Regions from separate parts of the Gossypium hirsutum genome. Here region 2 is linked to region 1. The links are chromatin contacts, called in public Hi-C maps. All regions are on one chromosome and are shown on one strand. The core of a region is the stretch at or near the end of the contact, and the rest is flanking DNA. Distances in the headings are between cores, read along the strand shown.

Region 1 (3,732 bases), core at 603-3,102:
AGTTCTAATCATATCTATTCTTTTTAACACAATGTTTAGAACTACCCGTAGCCCCTCTCATAAATAGGAGGATAATATATTTCAATGCACTCGAATCCATGTCCTCTTGCATTGATAATAATGCTCATGCCAATCGAGCTAAGATTCAGTAAACATATGTTTTAAATTTTTTTAACAAATATATCATTTTATTAAATTATAAGAGCTTCTTATTAATCAAATGAACTTTAGTTTAGTTCAGGGTGTAGCTAGGGGCTGTAAAGGTGCATCCGTCATAATTTCTCTACAACATGTCTGAGATGTAAAAACAGTGAGGAGACTCATATCCATGCTCTGAAAGAGTGCCTGAAGGTTCGTGAAACCCTTATTATCGGAGGCTTAAACAATAGGCTTCTTGACAGAAACTATGTTCGCTGCATTGACTGGTTGAAGATATCTTGCGTGAGCTTGACTCTAAGGCTGCTACTGGCTTCTTCACGCTCCTATGGAACTGCTGGAACAACAGAAACAAGATGGTTTTCCAGGGCAAAAACGATCCAGCTATGGTGGTGTGGGAAAGGGCACAGACCCATAGTAATGATTTTAGAATTTTTAATTTGAATGAACCCCCTGTGATTCCCCCTACTCGGTGTGTAAAGGTTGGATGAAACCCCCTAAAGATTTTATTAAAATCAATGTGGATGCAGCAGTGTTAAATGGGTGTATCTGCTATGGGGCTATTGCGAGAGAGGCTGATGGGTTTGTGCTTGCTGGCTGCTATGGCTTCGCAAATAAGGCCATCGATGCTGTTTGGGCAAAGCTAGAGGCGTTGACTTTGGGCTTGAAGTTGGCCTCAAATTTAAAATTGTCCAAGCCTATTATGGAGTCTGACAACGCTACTCTCATTAATACAATCAAAAACCGTGATAAGGATGTCACTATTTTCGGCTGCTGCATGAAACAGGAATGCAGGGGTATTAGAAATTTTGAAGCGATCCATTTTAATTGGATTGATAGAAACAGTAATGAAGTTGCGGATTTGCTGTGTAAAATTGCTATTAATAACAGATGTGATTTGATGTTTAATTTGGATTATCTTTTGGAAATCCACTATGTTATTATTCGAGATGCAATAAAATAAGGTTGACCTTCAGGTAGTTTTTTTTGTCAAAAAAAATTATTATTTAAGTTTTTTAAAATTTTAAATTAATAAAAGTAAAATTGTACTTTGGCCTCTCTTACAAATGATAAAAATTTGATTTAATCATTTTAAAATTATAAATATATAAGCTATTAAAATGGTGAAATTATATTTTTATTATTATAAAAATTATAATTTAGTTCTGGCCTCCTCTGAAAAAAAAAATTCTGGCTTCGCTCTTGATTTAGTTGCGATTGATATTATTATAGCAATAAAGAAGATTTGTATTTAAACATGTTTAAGTAGATTTGGTTAGGCATTTTATAGAAAAAGAATTTTTTGTATAAAACATTTTAAAAATGATATATATTATTAACATAGATTTATAATGAATTTCAATAAATAAAATGTCTAATTATACTTCCATTTCCTATACTCTTTGGATTTTTTAAATTTATAATCTCTACTTTTGAATTTACTCCTTTTACTTATTTGATTTGATTGTTAATTATTTTCTAAAATTTAATTATATATTATCAATTGAAATTTAATTTTTAAATTGAAACTTTGAGTATTAAAATATTACACATTTGTGTAAGTTATTAATAATGTTACCGGTTGAATTTCAATTATTAAAGTAAAGAGACTAAATTTTAAAGGTCCTAAGAGTATAGGGACTATAGGTTAATTAACCTAAATAAAATAAATCTCTATTCAATTAGATTTTTCATACGCCGCTTGGACACAAATCGAGTCCTACGACGAACTTTAGACGGGTTGGATTTGTGCTTTGTTTTGAAAACACGAAACCAAGAAAAGAAAAGAAAAGAAAAGCCTCCGACAAATATAAACTTCGATTTTCTTCCTAGACTTTCTGGGTGCTTCAAATTCTTTTCCGAGAAAAGAAGAAGAACCGAAGTGTGTTAGAAAAAAAATGGCAGAGAATCACGAATTACCAGAGGCAACTATCCAGAACATACTGGACCAAGATAGCTTGAAATGGGTTTTCGTTGGTGGCAAAGGAGGTGTTGGTAAAACCACTTGTAGCTCGATTCTTTCCATCCTTCTGGCTCGGGTCCGATCCTCTGTCTTGATTATATCCACCGATCCTGCTCATAATCTCAGCGATGCTTTCCAACAACGATTCACTAAGACTCCCACTTTGGTCAATGGCTTCAACAATTTATATGCCATGGTACCCTTCTTATTTAATTTTGCTTTCTGGGTATTCGTGGATTTGCTTTCCTTTTTTCTTTTTCTGAGATTTACTCTTTTTTTTTTGTAAATTCGGGGTTTTGAGATTTGTCCTGTTTTGAGTTTGATTGCAAATACCTAGTCCGTAAATTCTCCAATTTTAACTTCTTTCACTTGAAACAAAGTATGATTTTTCATTGTAACCTGGTAATCGATTCACCCTGCTTAATGCTTAGCTTCTGTGTTGGTAAAACTTCATAATATGATTTTGCCGATTTTTGTCACTATTTTGTCCCTTAATTGTTTACTATTAATGATGCATAATAGGAAGTGGATCCTACTGTGGAAAACGAAGATGTGAATGGACCTGAAGGAATGGATAGTTTATTTTCTGACTTGGCAAATGCAATTCCAGGAATTGATGAGGCAATGAGCTTTGCTGAGATGCTTAAGTAAGACATCTTCTCCTTCTGTTTGATGCTTTGATTGTGTGATAAATCATTGAGATGCATTAGCTGTTTATTGCTTCTTTTGGGTTTTTTTTTTTATATTGATATTTTTTTCAAACAAGGTAATGGTTGCTATGGATGTTTTATTAAAGGCTTTCAACTTTCTCTCTCAGTGTGTTCTTAATTAGCCAGTCTCAGAAAAGGGCATTCACTACTACATTTCTTGTTTAGGAAATATTACTGATCAGCAGTGCTGATTGAACCCATTCTCTAGGTTTTAGCTTTGAAAGTTTTAATTCTTTTATTCAAGTGTGACCTAAATAAATAGAGTGGTCAAATCGAGGACTTTGCTTGTTTCGTACTGTTTTTATCCTCATTTCCACCGGTTGATGATAGTAGGATTTATTTGAAAATTACCCCTTCTTTCCCCAAATATTTTAGATTAATTATGATGGCTTCTTTCTTTTTAAACTTTTTTTTTTTGCATGCCCTTTTTTGCCTTCTGCTGGTGTTTTTTTCATCCGCCTTTTGATCTTTTGTTGTCTGAATGTAATCCTTTTCCTGCAGATTGGTACAAACAATGGATTATTCTTGCATCGTATTCGACACTGCACCAACTGGACATACTCTTCGGCTTTTACAGTTTCCTTCTACATTAGAGAAGGGGCTCGCAAAAATGATGTCATTAAAAAGCAAATTTGGTGGCATATTGAGTCAGGTATAATAAAATTTTATATTATCCTTTAGCAGCATTTCAAAAAAAAAAAAAAAAAAACTACTAATCTTTCTTGAATATCTTATTTCTAGTGATCAGTTCGTTCAATACTTTCTTCCGAGTTCGTCTTCTATATCATTGTAAAGTTTGTATGGCATTGGGATATCACATTCACTCTTTTTGTAGCTCACTTGTCAACGCACAACTGTTACCAATCGCTACTATAGGTTGTAGCTCATAAAGTCTGAAACTCA
Region 2 (3,732 bases), core at 418-2,917, 300 kb before region 1:
TACTGAGAAGAAACACTACTGCAAATACGGACCAAAATGAATTGAGGATGATTACGTATAACCTCAAGATTAACAGTATTTTTCCAACTAATCCAAATGCCTCCTGAAAATTCTACTGCTTCAACTCGGTGAGAGTACTGAAAACCCAACTTGTCAATGACTTCATCAGTTTTTCTCCCACATACCCTTGGCTTCAACAAGCTAAAAATATCTGGTTTAAAACTTTGTGTTCGCACACCCTTGACAATTCCATGAAAGAAGGGAAAGATTCAAATCCGTTAAATATTAAATCAACACAAAAAAAAAAAACTAACTTACAAACAAGGGGCAAATTTAAAGACAAGTTACTTCCCTGACTCCTTACGGCCATCATCTGGAGCATCCTGCAGAGACTCAACCAAATTTCTCATCGACTCGTGAAGAGGAACCTGAGTACTAGAATTTTTAAAAATATTTCCTCTATCACGAATGGTCCGGTTGAGCTTCTTGCCTCTCTGTCTTCCATTAAATTTTCCGCCAATAATTCTCACACCAGTATCCGCAAAGCCACCACCCACCTCTGTAGCTTGACCCTCACCCATGTCTCCCAAAGAATTTGGTTGAACATTCTCCTTGAAAACAACTATAGAATGTTTATTCGAATCTAAAATACTTTTCTCTAAAGAAAATAGCACCTCCGAATTCCTTTTATAAATAGGATTAAAGTGAAAGAATAAGGCAGAATTATTCATGGCGCAAGAAGAACTTACCCTAGATCGATCACCAATTTTTTCCCATTCACGGTTTCGCTGTTTTGAACAGTAGGAAAATCCTCCAAAATTAAAGGCATCTGGACGTCCTTAATATGGTCTGAAAATGCTGGACCTTGAAAACCCTTTAACCTAATTCGACATTTGGCGAAATCAGGTCTATTAGCTAAATTAATAAAGCCCAGACCATTGGCTTGCAAAGGATGGCTCCCTTGACCCGTTGGACTTGGAACACTCCAGCGGAAACAAAGCCATGTCCACTCTTCCCTTTTCCATTAGGCTCCTTAGCCCCAACAATCAATTTGTGGCCCACTGATTTCCTATGGCCCATAGAACTATCCTGTCCAGACTTTTCAATCAACGAAATGGAGCCTTATTTGCACCGACAAGATTCAGGGAGATAAAATTCCCAGCTTGATTAGTGCTATTGTTCAAATCCCCTTCACGAGTCTCCCCCTGAAAATTTTCTGTTTCATTTAGGGAATCCAACACATTAAATCTTGATTTACCTGCCAAATTTCTAAGATTTTCGGCACTAATCTTTCTAGCATCCCTTGAATTACACCTACTCCTTCTCTCGACAAGCATCCACGGACCATAGGCGTCATTAGCATCCGTTGATTCCTTCCCCACCGGAGCTGAAATAATCGTTTGATCTCCCTTACCGGACGATTTCCCTTCAAAATCTGCCCCTGGAATAATCACCTTCGACGAGCATAACTCCTTCATGTGTCCATAACAACCACATGAAAAGCAAACAGTAGGTAAATATTCATACTCTATTCTTTGGAGGGGCCCGTTTATCAGAACTTGTGAGACTAAAAGTTTGTCCAGACTGACATTAACCACCATACGCGCAAATCTTCCCCTTGCTCTGCTATCTGTGTTGAAGTCTAGCTTGCCAACCTTACCAACCATGCCCCCAATCTCTCATAATATCTTCTTTTTGTACATATAACCCGGTAGCCTGGGAATTCTAATCCAGGACATGACCACACTAGGAAAGGGTTGTGTTAGATCAAAGTCAATGGACTATGGCTGAACAGTTAAATATTGGCCAAAGATGATCAAGGTCCTTGAGAGAGTACCCATTCGTAACCTTTTTTATTCTGGAATTTGGCCAAAAAATAGCCATTAGCAATATCCATCAAGATTTCCACAGAGCATAAATTTTGTTTTGGAGTGCAGCATACCTTATGCTCCTTCCTAAAAGCTTGATCACCACAGTAAAAGACATATCTTTGATCAACAACTGGTTAATTCTCTCTGAAAACTTAATAGAATGAATGCCATTAACAAAAGATCTCATAACGTCTCCCTCCACAAAGGCAAAGTCACCATCTTCATCAATACCCGATCCACTATTCTTCCTTCCTAATTCCCAAGAACTTTTCCCTATTAGCCTCTCCTTCTATGAAAGCGGTGGATCAGGATCCAGTTCCACTGCCTTCGTCACATTCGAATCTACTTTCTCATTCTGACAAGCCCCACCCTTGTCGTCTTCGTTAGGAGAACCATTAGAAATCGTCATTCACAAGAGAAAACCTAAAGTAATTAGAAGTTGATTGAATTTAGGTGGTTTATTTTAGATTTTTTTTTTATAAAAATAACCAAAAAAAATAATTAATTACTTAAATGACCTATTTCTTTTATAAAATATGAAAATAACTTAAAATCTACCGCAAATGTTGGAAGAACAAAGTGTTTGGTGCCATCAATATGTCACGTCAGTAATCTACATTAAAAAATTAATTTTTTGGTGTAGCCATGTAGAATAGCGCCACTTGTATAAACATTAGAAAAATACTGTGATTTTTGAAAGTATGGAAGGTTTAAACAATTTTACCTTTTTCTGGTGGAGCCAAATAAATTGGCACCACCAACCACCAAATTCCAAGAAAGTAGTCTATTTGCCTATTTGTCTATTGAAACAAGTAAAATTATTTAAACCTCTCATACTTTCAAAAATCGCAGTATTTTTCTAGTATTTATATAAGTGGCCCCCATTCACATGGCTATACTAAAAAATTAATTTTTTAATGCAGATTGTTGATATGGCATGTTGGTGGCGCCAAACACTTTGGCTCCACCAACTTTTACTGTAGATTTTGGATTATTTTTATATTTTATAAAAAAATAGATCATTTAAGTAATTAATTATTTTTTGGGTTATTTTTATAAAAAAAACCCTTCATTTTAACCTGTTAAGTGGCATTAAATATTGAAAGCTTCTGCACTATTTTCTTTAATAATTCACAAAAACCACTTTATATTTCTAATTGCCAAATCCATAATTTGCTCAAGAACATTCTTGATTTAATAATAAGTTGTCCCAGTTTAAATAAATTTGACCTTAAGATTCGAATTTTTTTGACAACAAAAAAATCGGGTCGTTACAATAATGCTATGTCAGCTTATCATTTCTACGTAATATTGAAAAAATACATCCTTTTGATTAATGGATTAGTGGTTATCATTTGACTTAGAATTAAAATTTCAAAATTTATAAAATATAAAGACTAAAAATAATTAGATTGAAGAATATGCATCAAACCAACAACTTATACATGGGACGGAACTAATAGCAAAATTTTAACATAATCAATTTAGGTGTTACCATTTGAAATAAGATTGAAATTTTAAATTTTGAAAAGATTATTAGAATACAAAAAATTAAATATAACCTTTCTTTCGTCTAAGGAAATTTCTCAAAATTTACAGCTAAGGAACCGTACAATTCTTATTTAGATAAATTTATTTTTATCTTTGGAAAAGTGAAATTAAGTTTGAATCTTTGGTAAAACCTGACTTCTAAATTCTAATGCATTTTACTTTCAAGTTTTTTAAATATATTCATAAAAGGTTAACATACAATTTGGGATCTACTTTTAGCACTTAAGTATATTTTTTCAATTTAATAACTACTTTTTTTTGTCCTATTTAAATACTGACTTTAATTTCAATATTCAATACTTTTTTTTTC

The links. Hi-C and Micro-C count contacts between places; a contact is called where the count stands out from the background.
Region 2: a contact with region 1 is called in a Hi-C map of leaf, with 2.8 times the contacts expected there. The contact joins the promoter of LOC107934304 here to the promoter of LOC107887225 in region 1. A contact is called at or near these places in 13 of 34 Hi-C or Micro-C datasets (callus, hypocotyl, leaf and 1 more).

What each region holds. Positions count from the first base shown.
Region 1 is chrA08:103,633,402-103,637,133 of Gossypium_hirsutum_v2.1, reverse strand. LOC107887225 (ATPase GET3A) reads left to right here and starts at 1,852. Exons shown (of 7, transcript XM_016811401.2): 1 at 1,852-2,315; 2 at 2,642-2,766; 3 at 3,331-3,481. The coding sequence starts at 2,055.
Region 2 is chrA08:103,929,408-103,933,139 of Gossypium_hirsutum_v2.1, reverse strand. LOC107934304 reads right to left here and starts at 1,667. Exons shown (of 4, transcript XM_016866685.1): 1 at 1,259-1,667; 2 at 937-1,121; 3 at 349-611; 4 at 1-201. The coding sequence starts at 1,667. It overlaps LOC107934308 (phosphomannomutase), which reads right to left and starts at 2,277. Exons shown (of 13, transcript XM_041075413.1): 1 at 750-2,277; 2 at 1-611.